2 separate regions of the Mustela erminea genome follow, and region 1 is linked to region 2. Evidence: chromatin contacts called from public Hi-C data. All regions are on one chromosome and are shown on one strand. Each heading gives the region's core, a stretch centred on a gene start, on an enhancer-like site or on the middle of the called end of the contact. The rest is flanking DNA. Distances are from core to core; before and after follow the strand shown. Region 1 overlaps DCAF5 (DDB1- and CUL4-associated factor 5). Region 2 overlaps ACTN1 (alpha-actinin-1).

Region 1 (6,565 bases), core at 2,808-5,307, 180 kb after region 2:
ACTTCTGGAGTCTCATAATATTCCTAACATTAAAACAAACTCACACAGTATGGTTCCAAATAATTTCTTTTGATGACTCAGAAGATACTTTCAGTTTTACAGTGAACCATATTGGCCATGAACATTAACAATTATACAATACTAAACAGCAAAGGGTGTGTATCTGTGTGTTTATCTTCCAGTAATTAGTGCCCTTGATTAACCAGACTCTATTTCATTATGAAGGGATGAACTACTCACTGACCATATCATAACCAACTTCTTTTGTACTTTGTGTTCAACTCTTGGGGCGCTGAATTACTGGCAGGAAAGTGAGGTTAAGTATATACACGGGGAATGATGCAGAAATTTATGTGACATCAAAACTATGAACTCATTTTGCCTCACACAGACATTGTTGTCCTGGAAAGAAAAGAGTCCTAGTAGTTTTAGGAAAAAAACAGCTTATAAATTCTAGGGGATCACAGAGCTGGAAACGGCCTTGAGAGACCTAAATTAGAGCCTGGCAGATTTATCTGAACATTTTTAAGAAAGAAGTTTTAATAGCATTTTACCAAGTGAAAACTTAAAGAGCTATAAACTACCAGAAGAGATTTAATATTGAATGGAGACAACGCATTTTCTTTTTTTGCTGTGAGCATGAAGGGTAAGATTAAGGGGGACAGGAAAAGAGATATCCCATAGGAAAAGGAGCCCCTGAACCACGTGTAAAGGCAGCAACCCGGCCTAGTCGTCAAACCATCTACACCCACACAAGCGTGGGTCAGCCCTGTGTCTTCCAGAGCAGTCTTCTCACCAGAGGGAGGCAAGCTCTGGTACTGCAGCTCCATGTGGAAACAAGGCTTGGGGCAAAACAGGCTTTAATCCTTGTAGGATTGAAAAGAATGGAAAGAGAAAAAGACTTAGGAAACAGAGCCTAGTACTCCCAACATCAAGAAGAAGGCTGGTAGCCCTGCAGGCCCCAAGTAATAATCTCTGCAGAGAAATGTTCTCATAATGGTCCTCAACAGAGGCCACACTCACTCACATACAGAGAATGAATGACGGGGCTATTAGAGTCCAGGCATTTCCTACACAGGGTGCCCTAGCTGCCACAGGCATGCGGTGTTATCTAAACACTGAGCTCAAAAACAATGAGAGGCTTTCAATCCCACAGCAGCACAGAGTGTACAAATAAACCACCATCTGTAGGACTGAAGAGGAGCTGGGGGTGGAAACAAGACTCCACGGCAAGAAACTTGGCCAGCCCCACACCAGCAACAGCAGCAGGGGGTTGCATCTGCTTGGGCACCTCTGACAGGAAAGCTGGGGCCTCTGGCAAACGCCCTTTGCATCGGTTAACAGGAATTTCCTCTGCTGATTCTAGTCAGACCTGCTGAAGTCTGCCCAGGACAGGCATCAGGCCCATCCCACCCCCACCAGAGCTCTTTGACCAATTTTCGCATTCTAGCCACCCTACAGAGGTCTGTTTGTGGGCTCTAGGAGAGTCACTAACTTTTCTCTCCTGTGCTTCTGGGCAGGGAACTCCTTTCTCTCACACAGAGGGAAGGGTGTAGAACTTGCTCCTAAGCGTCTGGGGGTGCTGTCTAAAAAGCATCAGCTGCTAAAACAGAATTCTTCGTGTTTGGGCACAAAATTCAACTCCTACCAGAGGGCAGAATGATACCTGAAATCCAGAGAGTGAACGATGTTAACCATGATTTCTCAGCAGGGGCTCTACAGCTGGCTCTTCCTGGTGAGAATGGTAAGGATGATCTAGTTCATTAGGAAGAAAAAGCTTAGAAGCAGTCTGCCCTCACAGTCAAGATACAAAGATTATGTCAAAGATCTGTAGTTTAAGGTTCCAAGTGTAAAGTGCCTGAGAAATCATCTGGGACTCTTTAAAAATGTGGATTTTCTGGATCCACCCCCAGATATTCTAATTCAATCTGGGAAGTGGGCCCAGGAATCTGAATTTAACAACCCCAATTAATTCTGATGCATGTGACTTTCAAACCACCTTGAGAAAGATGGTTGGTTTCATTTTTGGCATTTTGGGGGAAAGGAAGCAGGAAGAGAAGAGAGAATGGGGTCAGGAGGAAAACAAGGTGGAGAGAAGGTAGATTACCAGAGGTTCAAAAAAAACCAATTATACAATATGGCACTTTTTACAGCCCCATGTCCATTAGCAGAAAGGACTCTAATTCCTTTTGAAAACCAGAGTTCCTCTCTACCAAGAGTGCCTGAAATGTCTTTTTCTTGTCATCAATACATTCCCCAATGGAGAATTTTCTCATTTCCTCTTGGAGAACTGAGGGAAGACTGCCTCAATCTTTACTTGCTTTCTCAACTCTTGATCTTGATAAGGGAGATGGCACTATCCCCACTCTTCAGAAAAATGGCCACCATTATGAACCCAGATAAGACGAGCAGTATCTTGAAAGGCAAGCAACAGATTAAAATGTATTCAACTCAAAATATCCTTATTTAGAAAAAGAAAAGCAAAAAAATCTATTCCCAACCTATCTTCAATCAATGATTTGTCATAAAATGCAACAAGAATGGGGTAGGAGGTAATCCAAGGGTCAGCATGTAAAAGATCCAGGACGAAAAGCAGGAGAACCACAGAACAACAGGAAAATATTTCTCACTAGTGTGGTCTCCTGAATTTTTCCTTTTTTGCTCCCTCCCACCCCCAGTATTCAAATGGACTTTTTTTATTGCTCTTACGGAGTAAAAAGAACATTTTTAAAAGTACTTGGCCAAGGATAAGGGCTTGGAATAGAAGAGAAACAGGCTAAGGCTGTTTCCAAGGAAAGTAACTGGGAGAAAGATACGTTGTGATCATGTTCAACACAAGACAGGGCACTGCTAACTTTTCCAAGATTAGATTCTATGGAGCTAGATTTCCATAAAACCATGACTAAGTAATTCATCTGCCGGTACCAACATGATTTACCAATGCCCACCAGCATGAAATTCCTTACATTTTCCAAGTGAAAGCTTCAATAACACCCATGAAATGTACTGTTATTCCAAATCACAGACATCAGACCTGGTATTGTACCACCAGAGTGGCACAATCAAGATCCTATATAGGTGGGGGAAATCCCTTCCTCCCCTCCAGTTTCTGCTTTAGGATGGGATAACCTATAAGGAGTAAAAGACATTTTGTACTCGCACAACCCATAGAATATGACAAATCCTAGAGAACAATAGAATTAGAAAGCAAACAAGTTCAGGGAGTCACAGCCCACACCAATCTTATTTAAGAATGCTCAGGGTCATAATAATCCCTTAGCCATTTATTTTATGTGAGTTGGCAGGAGAACCTTTTCTCTTTTGTTTTTTCTAACGCAATCCTCAATTTCAAGATTGAGACTTCCCTAGAGGAAGCTGGAACTATTAGACAACTAGTATGAGAAAGATAACGCTGTGATCTGTGTCTAAACAAACTCACTTTCCCCAGAACATGATTCACTGCCAAACCTCTCTGGCTTGAAATATAGATACAGGTTCAGCGTACCTGATAAGATTTCCTTCCCTTCTTGAATACCCAGAAATTTAAATTTGACTGAAGTTGGCAGAAGGGCCTGGTAAATTTCTGATAAAGAGATCTTTGGATAGGGGTGGCTGGGTGGTTCAGTCAATAGAGCATGCAACTCTTGATCTCATGGTTGTGGGTTTGAGCCCCATGGTGTGGGTAGAAAGATTACTTAGAAATAACATCTTTTTAAAAAATCTTTTTAACACATCTTTAAATGACCAAATGACATATCTAGTCCCTCCACAAAGCAAACATGGATGGCGGGCTTGCAGTATTTCTAATCACACCATCTTCCAGAAGAGGGACATACCCAAAGTTGAAGTGATTTGGAACCTAAATTTTTGCATTTGGCCCAGAGATTCCCAAAAACCACACAGAATCAAACAAGATTTCAAAATAAAGTAAGAGGCACTGCCATAAGCAAAAGATTTGTTATAAGACACTCATGAATTTCCCACAGAACAAGGACTCAACATTTAGTCATCTCAGCTCATCAGACGGCCTGGCTTACTCAGAATCCCCCTCCATCCCAAGCTACAGAAAACAGAGAGGGATTTCGTAAGCAGCCATTTCATCTTCACTTACAACTAACTACTCCTGGTCCTACCTTCTGACAGATTTTTACAATAGCATCAGCCCCGACCTCACAGTACATAAAACTGGAAAGGAAGAGTTTAATGAACAGTGGGTGGCAAGAGGCAGGAAAAAGCCAGGGGAAGAGGGATGGCAGCTCCTATAGCAACGGTAGCAGCGCTGCAGGAGGGGGTGGGAATACATGCAGGTAAACAGGCAGTCCCTGATGGCAGGAGGGGAAACTGGGGTGGGTACATGACTGTTAGGGTACAAGATCACAAAGCTGGAGAAACGTTAAAGAGGAAAGAGGCAAAGTCTGGAAAAAATCCTAAGCAGAAGAGGGTCTGAAAACAAAATCTCAATTTCTTACCTTCTAGGAAGAACTCCTACACAAATAGTTGAAAATGAGAGATGCGAGGGATGCAAAAGAAAGGGAGGGAAGGCCAAGCCAAACTGCTGACTGATGGGAGAGGAAACAGGAAGCCAGCCTGTTTCTCATAGGAGCCGCTCACTGAGAACGTATCCAAACACCTAAGTCCCTTCTAGTTGGCAGTCACACAACTGTCTTAGAATAATGGCTTTGAAACTTTTTTCTAGCAACCTTTTGTAAAGTACATTTTATACCGCATCCCAGTACACCCACATCTTTTAGCATAACTTCATTAAACAATACTTACCACCTACTATAATGCTATGCACTGATTTTCTATTCTATATTTTTTTTATTTAATAAATACTTGTGACCATCTACAATGATGTCGTGGCCCACAGAATTATTGAAAGAGCTTCCTACCTTAGCCTCCTTGCTTCCACTCTTGGCCCATGCTTCATTTATCTTGAATAACACAGCCAGAGGGATGATGAACCATGAGTCAGAACACATCATTCCTTTGCTAAAGGTCATCCAGTGGCTCCCCATTTACACCAGAGTAAAAACCAATTCCTTATGACACCAGTAAAACCCTAGACAACCATCTCTCCGACCCCTGTATCTCTGACCCCACCTTCTAGCACTCTTCTTACTTTACTCTACTTCAACCACATTATGCCTCCTTGCTGACCCTAGAACAAGTCAAACATGCTTCTGCTTCAGGGTCTGCATTTGCAGATCCTGAAGTCCAGAAAGGTCCTCTCCAGGGATGCCCATGATTCTTTCTTCAAGTATCCTCCTCAACCAGGCCCTTTCTGACACCCTGTGCAAAAATACCAGCTCCCCAGTACTCCGTCTCCCTTGCCTGCTTTATTGTTCTGTAGTACATGAATCACCACCTTATACACCATATATTTTTATGTATTTATTTTGTTTCTTATTTGTCTTTTCCCACTAGACTGTGAGCTTTTGTTTGTTTTCCCCATACATCCCAAGTGCCTGAACAGTGCCAGACACATAATCGTCATTCAATAAAGAGCTGCTGAATGAATGATCTAATGGATTGTGAGCAGCTGTTTCAAAAACTCTTGACTTTGTACATTAAAAAAAAAAAAAATGGGATCCACCAAAGTTCACATGGGTCCTGACATTTATCTACACATGAAACCCAATCTGAGAGGCAAGCCACAAAGCAGCAGAAAATTGGAAAAATTGCAAGAGGCAGGGCACCTGGGTGGCTCAGTCGGTTAAGCATCTGCCTTCAGCTCAGGCCATGATCCCATGATTCTCATTTCACACTGGTGGAAACCAAGGTCCTAAGCAGTTACGTGATTTGGTCCTGAGCACACGACAGATAAGCAGCAGACGTAGAACCAGCACATTTTTTTCTGTTTCTTGGCTCAACAGGATTTCACAGAGGGGTGCCTTGGTAGCACAGCTGGTTAAGCGCTGGACTCTTGGTTTTACCTCAGGTCATGATACCAGATGGTGAGATCGAACCCCATGTGGGGCTCCATACTCAGCGTGGAGTCTGCTTGTGTTTCTCTCTCCCTCTCCCTCTGTTCCTCCCACCTCTCTAATAAATAATTCTTAAAAACAAATAAACTGCAAAAACAAAACAACAAAACAAAAAACCAAGATTTCACAGAATACATGGTGGAGATGGATTATTCTACCTCAGAAAATACTATCAGACGAGGAGGCATCAGGGCCAGAGGATTTATCTAAGTAATTCACTTCACACCCTGTCCTGTCATTCATTAACTCATGTGTTCATGCATGCATTTACTGAATAAACATTTACTGAATACCTACTAACTATTTTACATACTGCACTAGGCCCACAGTTTCAAGTTTGAAATAAGATGAAGGAGATGGGGCACGTGGGTGGGCTCAGTTGTTAAGCACCTGCCTTCAGCTCAGGTCATGATCCCAGGGTCCTGGGACTGGAGCCCCTCTCAGGCTCCCTACTCAGCGGGGAACCTGCTTCTCTCCCTCTCCCTATCCCCCTGCTTGAGTTCCCTCTCTCGCTGCTGCTGTCAAATACATAAATAAAATCTTTTTAAAAAAGATTTTAAAATCTTTAATAGATTTTA
Region 2 (6,763 bases), core at 2,052-4,551:
AATCTTTTTTTTTGAAGATTTTATTTATTTATTTGACAGACAGAGATCACAAGTAGGCAGAGAGGCAGGCAGAGAGAGAGAGGGGGAAGCAGGCTCCCTGCTGAGCAGAGAGCCTGACACAGGGCTCAATCCCAGGACCCCGGGATCCTGACCCGAGCCAAAGGCAGAGGCTTTAACCCACTGAGCCATCCAGGCGCCCCTCAAATAAATAAATCTTTAAAAACAAAAACAAAAACACACTTTCTGGAAAATAATTTGGCAACAGGATCAAGCACCCTGAAGTTTTTCGACTTCCGGACAGTGAACTCTCCCTCTAGAAATCTATGCCTAGCCGATGGTCGGACACGCTGCGTAAGGCTGCTGTATGACAGGGCCTGTTGTAGGGTCATTTCTTGTGGCCCGAAGTTGGAAAGCAGAAATACACGCAGTACAAGGTGTGATGGAGTAAATGCCCTCCCTGCCCATCACCCATTTGCTCAGGACCTCCGCGGTTTCCCACCTGCCTCAGAGTCCACGCCCATGACCAGTGGGGCCCTGACAAACCCCTCCCAACTCTCCCGTCACGTGGCCTCCCCACAGCTCTCTCCTCCCCAGATATCCACGAGACTTGTCCCTCACCTCCCTCCATCTCCGCTTCACCTTCTCCTGGAAACCTCCCACCTGCACTTCCTGCTGGAATCTTCTCCACCTGGTGTGTGTGTGTGTGTGTGTGTGTGTGTATCTCTGTGTGTGTGTGTGTGTGTGTGTGTGTGTGTGTGTGTGTGTGTGTGTCTATTTTCTCTCTCTCCCCTTCCAGACCATAAGCTCCATGAGGGGAACAATTTTTCCATTCTGCATCACTGCTTAGAGCCCAGCAGAGGGAGTGCCAGGCACAGAGAAAGCCCCCATCAACATCTATTGAATGAAAGAATGAATGAATGAATGAATGAATGAATGAATGAGGGAGCACTGGAGGGCACAACCCACGTGCGGGTGAACGGGCAGAGGTCACTCAGGCCCGTGGCTGGGAGATCATAACCGCACTCGGGCTCCTCCAAAGCAGGACCCAGGTCTGGAACAGAGCGCCGCTGTGCTCAACCATCAACACAGCCACTAAGAATTGCCTTCACGAGTTTTTAATGACCTGGAGAAATCTTTACAATATGGAAAGTGGAAAAAGCAAGTGTGAAATTTCATGGACAGTATTTCCAACACAGGGGATTATTTTTTTAACATCTAGAAGAGGCTCAGGTGGCGAGGTCTTGACCTTTCCGAGGGCAGAGGCTGCAGCACTGGCCCCCTGCCTCTATCCCATCCCATGGCTCCCCCCATACCTGACCTGTGAAGGCCAAACACCTAGGCCTCCTGTGGCCTTGAGTGCGGTGCCCTCCCAGCACTAAGGGAGACAAGAGGGGCTTCTTTTTTGCCTACTTATTCCTCCCTCCCTTCCCTAGAAACCCCCAGGGATTTCTGCTCACTGAGGTCTCACTCATACCAGATCCTGCAGGACACAGGAGAGCCAAGTACAGGCAAAAAGAGTGGGTTGACATCCCCTACGGCACCCCAGCCTCAGGGCCTGCTGCCCCCCTATCCCACCCCCAGAGCGTAGCCCCTGCCCACCCCCCAACCCCGAGGGTCCCCAGAACAAATCCTTTTCCCAGGCATCTGTGGGTCTGGATCACGGATGCCCATCTCACCAGAAGCCTTATGTCAGGGGACTGCCAGGAATGCTGGGTCTCAAAGGAGGGTCCCAAGGCCACACTGGGCCATGGGGACAAAACACAATGACAGACTAAACTGTCTACTATGGGTACAGGAAGAAGGGGAGCCATGTTTCTGCCGTTCCTGGTCTACAGCCTGCCATGACGCATTCACACCCTGCACTGACCCCCTGGCCCACCCTATGGAGGCAGTCACCCCGTGCATGACTCAGATGGTAAAATGAAGACATTCCGCATGACAGAAACTAGACCGCCGGGGGTCACAGGCTCCCAGACCCATGCTTCACCCCCAGTACAGGTGACCCATCATCAAGACCACGCCCAGGCTCCTGGCACCCAAAGCCATCAGGCCTTCCCCGCCCGAAGATCTTCAGATAAAAAATCCTTCTGGTCCTTTCACAGGGTTAAATACCAACCACTCACCTAAGTCAAGTCTCAAGTCCATGAAGTCTAGACATTCTAAATCAAGTGTATTCTAAACTTTTTTTTTATAAAGATTTTTTTTTAATTTATTTATTTGACAGACAGAGATCACAAGCAGGCAGAGAGGCAGGCAGAGAGAGAGGAAGGGAAGCAGGCTCCCCACTGAGCAGAGAGCCTGATGCGGGCCTCGATCCCAGGACCCTGGGATCATGACCTGAGCCAAAGGCAGAGGCTTTAACCCACTGAGCCACCCAGGCGCCCTCAAGTGTATTCTAAATCAAGGATCTATTCTAATCCCACCTGGATATAAGGAAATCCCTTACTTTCGGCCTCTGTGCAAACACCTTCGGGGACTGGGACCACAGGCCCCTCCAGAGCACCCATTCCATTCCCAGAGGGCCACCTGGGCCTGGGTTCGACCATCAGGGGCTCACCAGAGTCTAGTCCTGCACCCTATGATAATCCTTTAAAGGTCTGGGGTCTCGCCCACGCCAGGCCTGCCCCCGTCAGCCCAGGATGCCCCTCAGCGTACCCAGCAACATCTCTCCCACCCAGACCCCCATGAGTGCTCACTCCGGGGATCTGCTCCACTGCGTTTTATGTTAGTCTACAGCAATAAACCGCATCTCATTATAATAAACAAACCCCATTTGTGGCCTCATCCAGTTTCCTGGCACGGCAGGGCAGGCATCCCAGCACATGATCTTAGAGCTCAGTCTGAAACAGGAGAGGTGATTTCAACGTAGAAGTCTCGGCCTACAGCAAGGAATCCCGAGGGCAGTGAGGAGGTCAGGATTATCTCATTTTAAAGGAGCCTTTCAAAATCTTCAGAGAAGCGAGGCCCATGTGAAACAAATCAGAAATAGTAGCCAGCTTGGTTGACTTCCTGGAAGGTCAAAGGCACCGGATAGAGTTTATGCCTGGGTCTGTCTTTGCTCCTCGCCCTCTGCTGGAACAGGCACAGCCAAGCGGACCCAGCCCTCCGTAGCTGAGGACAAGCACATAGTAAAGTCCTGCCCTCGGCCCCCACACGCCGTGTCTGCAGCGATGGGAAGAGGTTCAGATCTCAGCTCTGGAGCCCGAACTCCCGGGTTCAATCTGGCTCTGCCCCACGGAAGGAATCTACCCACAGCCTGTGCTCAGCCACACCACCGGCTTCCACCCGGGCAACTCTTCTCAGCCTCAGCTGCCGGGATTACACAATGTGGCTGACGACACCCACCCGACAGGCCTGCTCCCGGGCAGAAAGGGAGAGCCCAGCCAAAGCATCCTGTCTAGCCAAAGAGCTGGGAGCAAGTGCTCTTCTCTCCCATCTTCCCCTTTCCTGCTCCCCTTCGGACCTCAGTGGGTTCTTTTTAATTTTAAATTTTAATTTTTTATTTTTTTAAAGCGTAGAAATATTGCTCAGAGTTTAAAAAAACAAAAACAGAAACAAACAAAAAAAACCTGTTAGGTAGCTGTTTTTCTTTCTAAAAATCTGGATTTCTGGCTTCTTTCGAAAAAAGAGGGAAAGCTCTTGCCATGATGGACCTATATTCCCTGCCCCCACAGCAACAATCAATCAGACCTGCCTGGCAGGTGCCCCGCCTAGAAGGAAGGACCTGCTTTCCCCAGTTCTCCACAATCCCCACCCATCCCTACCATCACCCCAGCTCTCCGTTACACATCCTTTAGTGCCCTGCCTCAGGGGACATGTAAGCTTACACCAGACCACCCCAGCGCCGTCTTCTGGTTTCCCAGCCCTGCTTCATGGAAACTTTTTCTGCCAACTCTTTAATCTTCCCTAATAGAGCAAACTACTCTTTCAAGAAGCAGAGACTACGTTTCCACTCACAAAACAAGTACCCCGCTAGGTGTGAGTCCTTCAAACATCTCCTGAGCACCTGCTGTGCGCGCCACACAGACGCAGAAGACACGGACTTTATTTCACAGCCGAGGGTGTGCTGGGACACACTTGGTGGCACCCACGACCGCTCAAACGTGAGCCTGAGTCCCCAGAAAGCCTGGGCTTGGCGAAATTTTCTGCAAAAGCCTGATAGGAAATATTTTCAGCTCTGTAGGCCATACAGTCTCTGTCACAACTTTTCTGCCAACAGTAGCAGGAGAGCAGACAAAGAGAAATGTAAACAGACAGGTGTGGCTGGGTTCCAGCATGTACAAAAACCCGTGTCGGCCGGATCTGAGACCGCGGACTGTGGTTTGCCGATACTGCACTAAAATTTGCCTTTGATGTAGCAATATAAAATCCCTCCATTTCTAGAAAGGAAGGTGGGGGCGGGGAGAGCTTTAGACTCCTCCCACCAGAGAAGAGATGTGCTCATCTCGTTTACTGGAGCGAGTCCCCCACCCTCTTCAAGAGGGGGGTGGGGGAGATGGGGGGGTGATTTCTCCGACAAAGACCTGGTCTCAACTCTGGCTTTGCCACTTATAGACACTGGGACCTTCAGTAAGTTACCTCATCTCGTTAGGCATCTGGTTTCTTCTCATCCAATGAGGGTAACGACGAGAGCCATCAGGGAGGCCATCCATGTGAGGGATCAGTGAGATCGTCTCCCGCCCAGAACCCGCCAGGGCGTGAGTGCTCCGGCATTCACAGCCACGCGCGCATGTGAAATGGTGAGTGAACGGATGGAAATGCTTCCCAGCTTTAGATTTCTGGTGCCGCACAGCAGGTGCCCAAGGAGTCCTGGATGAATCCACGGGGCGCAGTGCTGACACGGCCTGGCTACGGTGTTCCGTTCTCCTCCACCCTCCCCAAATCCTTCCAGAACACCACAGTGCACACCGAAACAAACTGCACTGCCTCGTTTAAACCATTAAGAACGAATAACAATGTATACTGAGCTTTAAAAAAAAACTGTTTTCAAGTGAAAGGAAAGAGTCAAGAACCTAATCTGCAGAGAAATGCTATTAGGAAATGTTCCTGAAGGCTTCTGGACAGCAGTCTTCCCCACAGACCCCTGGGAAGACCTCCACCCAGCGCATGTCTGACACTCTCCAGGCAACAGAGTTCTCTGCCTCAGGCAGCAGAGTGCAGGCAGGCCCGTGGGTGAGGGAGGTGGCACTCCACTCTCACAGGATCTCAAGGCACCAGGATTCGGCTGGGGGTGGGAGGGATCTAGGTCAGGACCAGGGAGCAGGCCCTTGGTTTTCCAGGGGGCAGAGCCGATGTGGGGGGGGTGCCGAGATTGGATGGAAAATGCAGCTGTTACATGAAGAATCCGCAGGTTGACCAGATGGAGGTGCTGGCTGCCCCCCACTTCCCAATGCACCCAGCAGCATGGGAACCCAGGAGTCAGGGCAGAAAAGGCCAAGAGAACAGGGAGCAGAAAATTAGGCACTGCCAAGCAGCCAGACGGCGGGCCTCACTCACCTTCGGCTCCAATGGACACGAGCTTGACCCCCTTGCTGGCTATGAAATCCAGGGCCTTGTTGACATTGGAGATCTTGTGCACTCTCATCTTGCCTCTCTCCGGCTTGGCCAAGCGCTCCCCTGCATGCAGATCAAGAGAGAGGGCAGGGAGGGTCGAGTGCTGCTTCCTGGGAGCATGGCTGCTCTCGTGACACTCTCGCCCAGGAGCAGCGAGGGGCCCCCTCGCAGGGAGTGACAGGCAGTCGACCCTGCCTCTTTCCTGCCACTTCTCAGACCTCAGTGCTTGCCCCCACCCAACTGATCTGTATTAAGCCGCTATGTCTGGGACCTGGCAGGTGCTAGGAATACAGGGGTGAACAGAACAATTCCCTGCCTTTGCACACTTCTGGACCAGGAGGAGACAGAGCTTCAACAGAGAAATACACAAATACGTGTAAACAAACAAACACCAACAAGGATAAATGCCTAAAAAGAGGATGCAGAGGAGGACAGGTAGGGCATGAAGGAGTTGTGGAATAGTCAGGAAAGGCCTCTGAGTGGGAGGGCAGCTGCGCTGCGACAGCAGCCAGTGATGATCAAAGCAGAAGAACAGCACATGCAAAGGCCCCGAACCCCTTCTACTCTATACTGCTTGGTCTGGGAAGATGTGTGGGCACTTTAGAATATTCTGAAAAAGTCCCCTAGTGTTCAAAGAAAGCTTCCCACGGTGTTCCTCGCTCGCTCGAGAACCACTGCCTCCTGTGGGCATCCTTGGCTCAGCTCCAAGCCAACTCCCCACCCTCAGTCCACCCCCTCCTCCAACACAGGTTCCAGGGTCAGAAGCTGCAGGCAAAGAGCTGGTTCTCCAAAGACCCCATTAAGAGCACTTTCAGCTCAGAACAGAGGCATTCAGGGACCTCTTAAAACTAAAACTCAAAATTAAAATGTGCAACATGCATGCCCATACCAGGGAAGGACACATAGCTTTAGAGTCTCTAAAAGGCCAGGGATCCCAGGAGGCTTGAGTACTGTCCCAGAGCCCAAAACTCAGGACCACTGCACCTGCCATGGTCTCCAGCCCGACCCAGCCACAATCCGCCCCCCCGCCACACCCAGGACATTAGCAGCCTGGCCAAGAGAGCTCAAGGAGCTGGACAGCCACAATGTGGTAGCAGCGCTTCTCCAGGGGGCCTCCCAGGCCCCCTCCACCCCAGCTTCTGGAGAACAGACTTCCTGCCACAGATGTGATTAGGCCTGGCAGCTCCCAAGGAAGCACAGCTGGGGTTTA

What was found. A called contact is a pair of places that touch in the nucleus more often than the background predicts.
Region 1: a Hi-C map of fibroblasts shows a contact between it and region 2, with 5 times the contacts expected there. The contact joins two enhancer-like sites. A contact is called at or near these places in 3 of 3 Hi-C or Micro-C datasets (fibroblasts, skeletal muscle and spleen).

What each region holds. Positions count from the first base shown.
Region 1 is chr5:115,570,519-115,577,083 of mMusErm1.Pri, forward strand. All of the region lies in intron 5 of DCAF5 (DDB1- and CUL4-associated factor 5), which reads right to left. Among named protein-coding and RNA genes, the nearest start is that of DCAF5, 47 kb to the right of the region's middle. Within about 2 kb of position 4,058, the one cell type or tissue checked has open chromatin away from gene starts, as enhancers often do. A contact at or near this core is called in fibroblasts, where this site is marked.
Region 2 is chr5:115,393,955-115,400,717 of mMusErm1.Pri, forward strand. ACTN1 (alpha-actinin-1) reads right to left here. Exons shown (of 21, transcript XM_032344591.1): 3 at 5,497-5,616. Among named protein-coding and RNA genes, the nearest start is that of ACTN1, 59 kb to the right of the region's middle. Within about 2 kb of position 3,302, the one cell type or tissue checked has open chromatin away from gene starts, as enhancers often do. A contact at or near this core is called in fibroblasts, where this site is marked.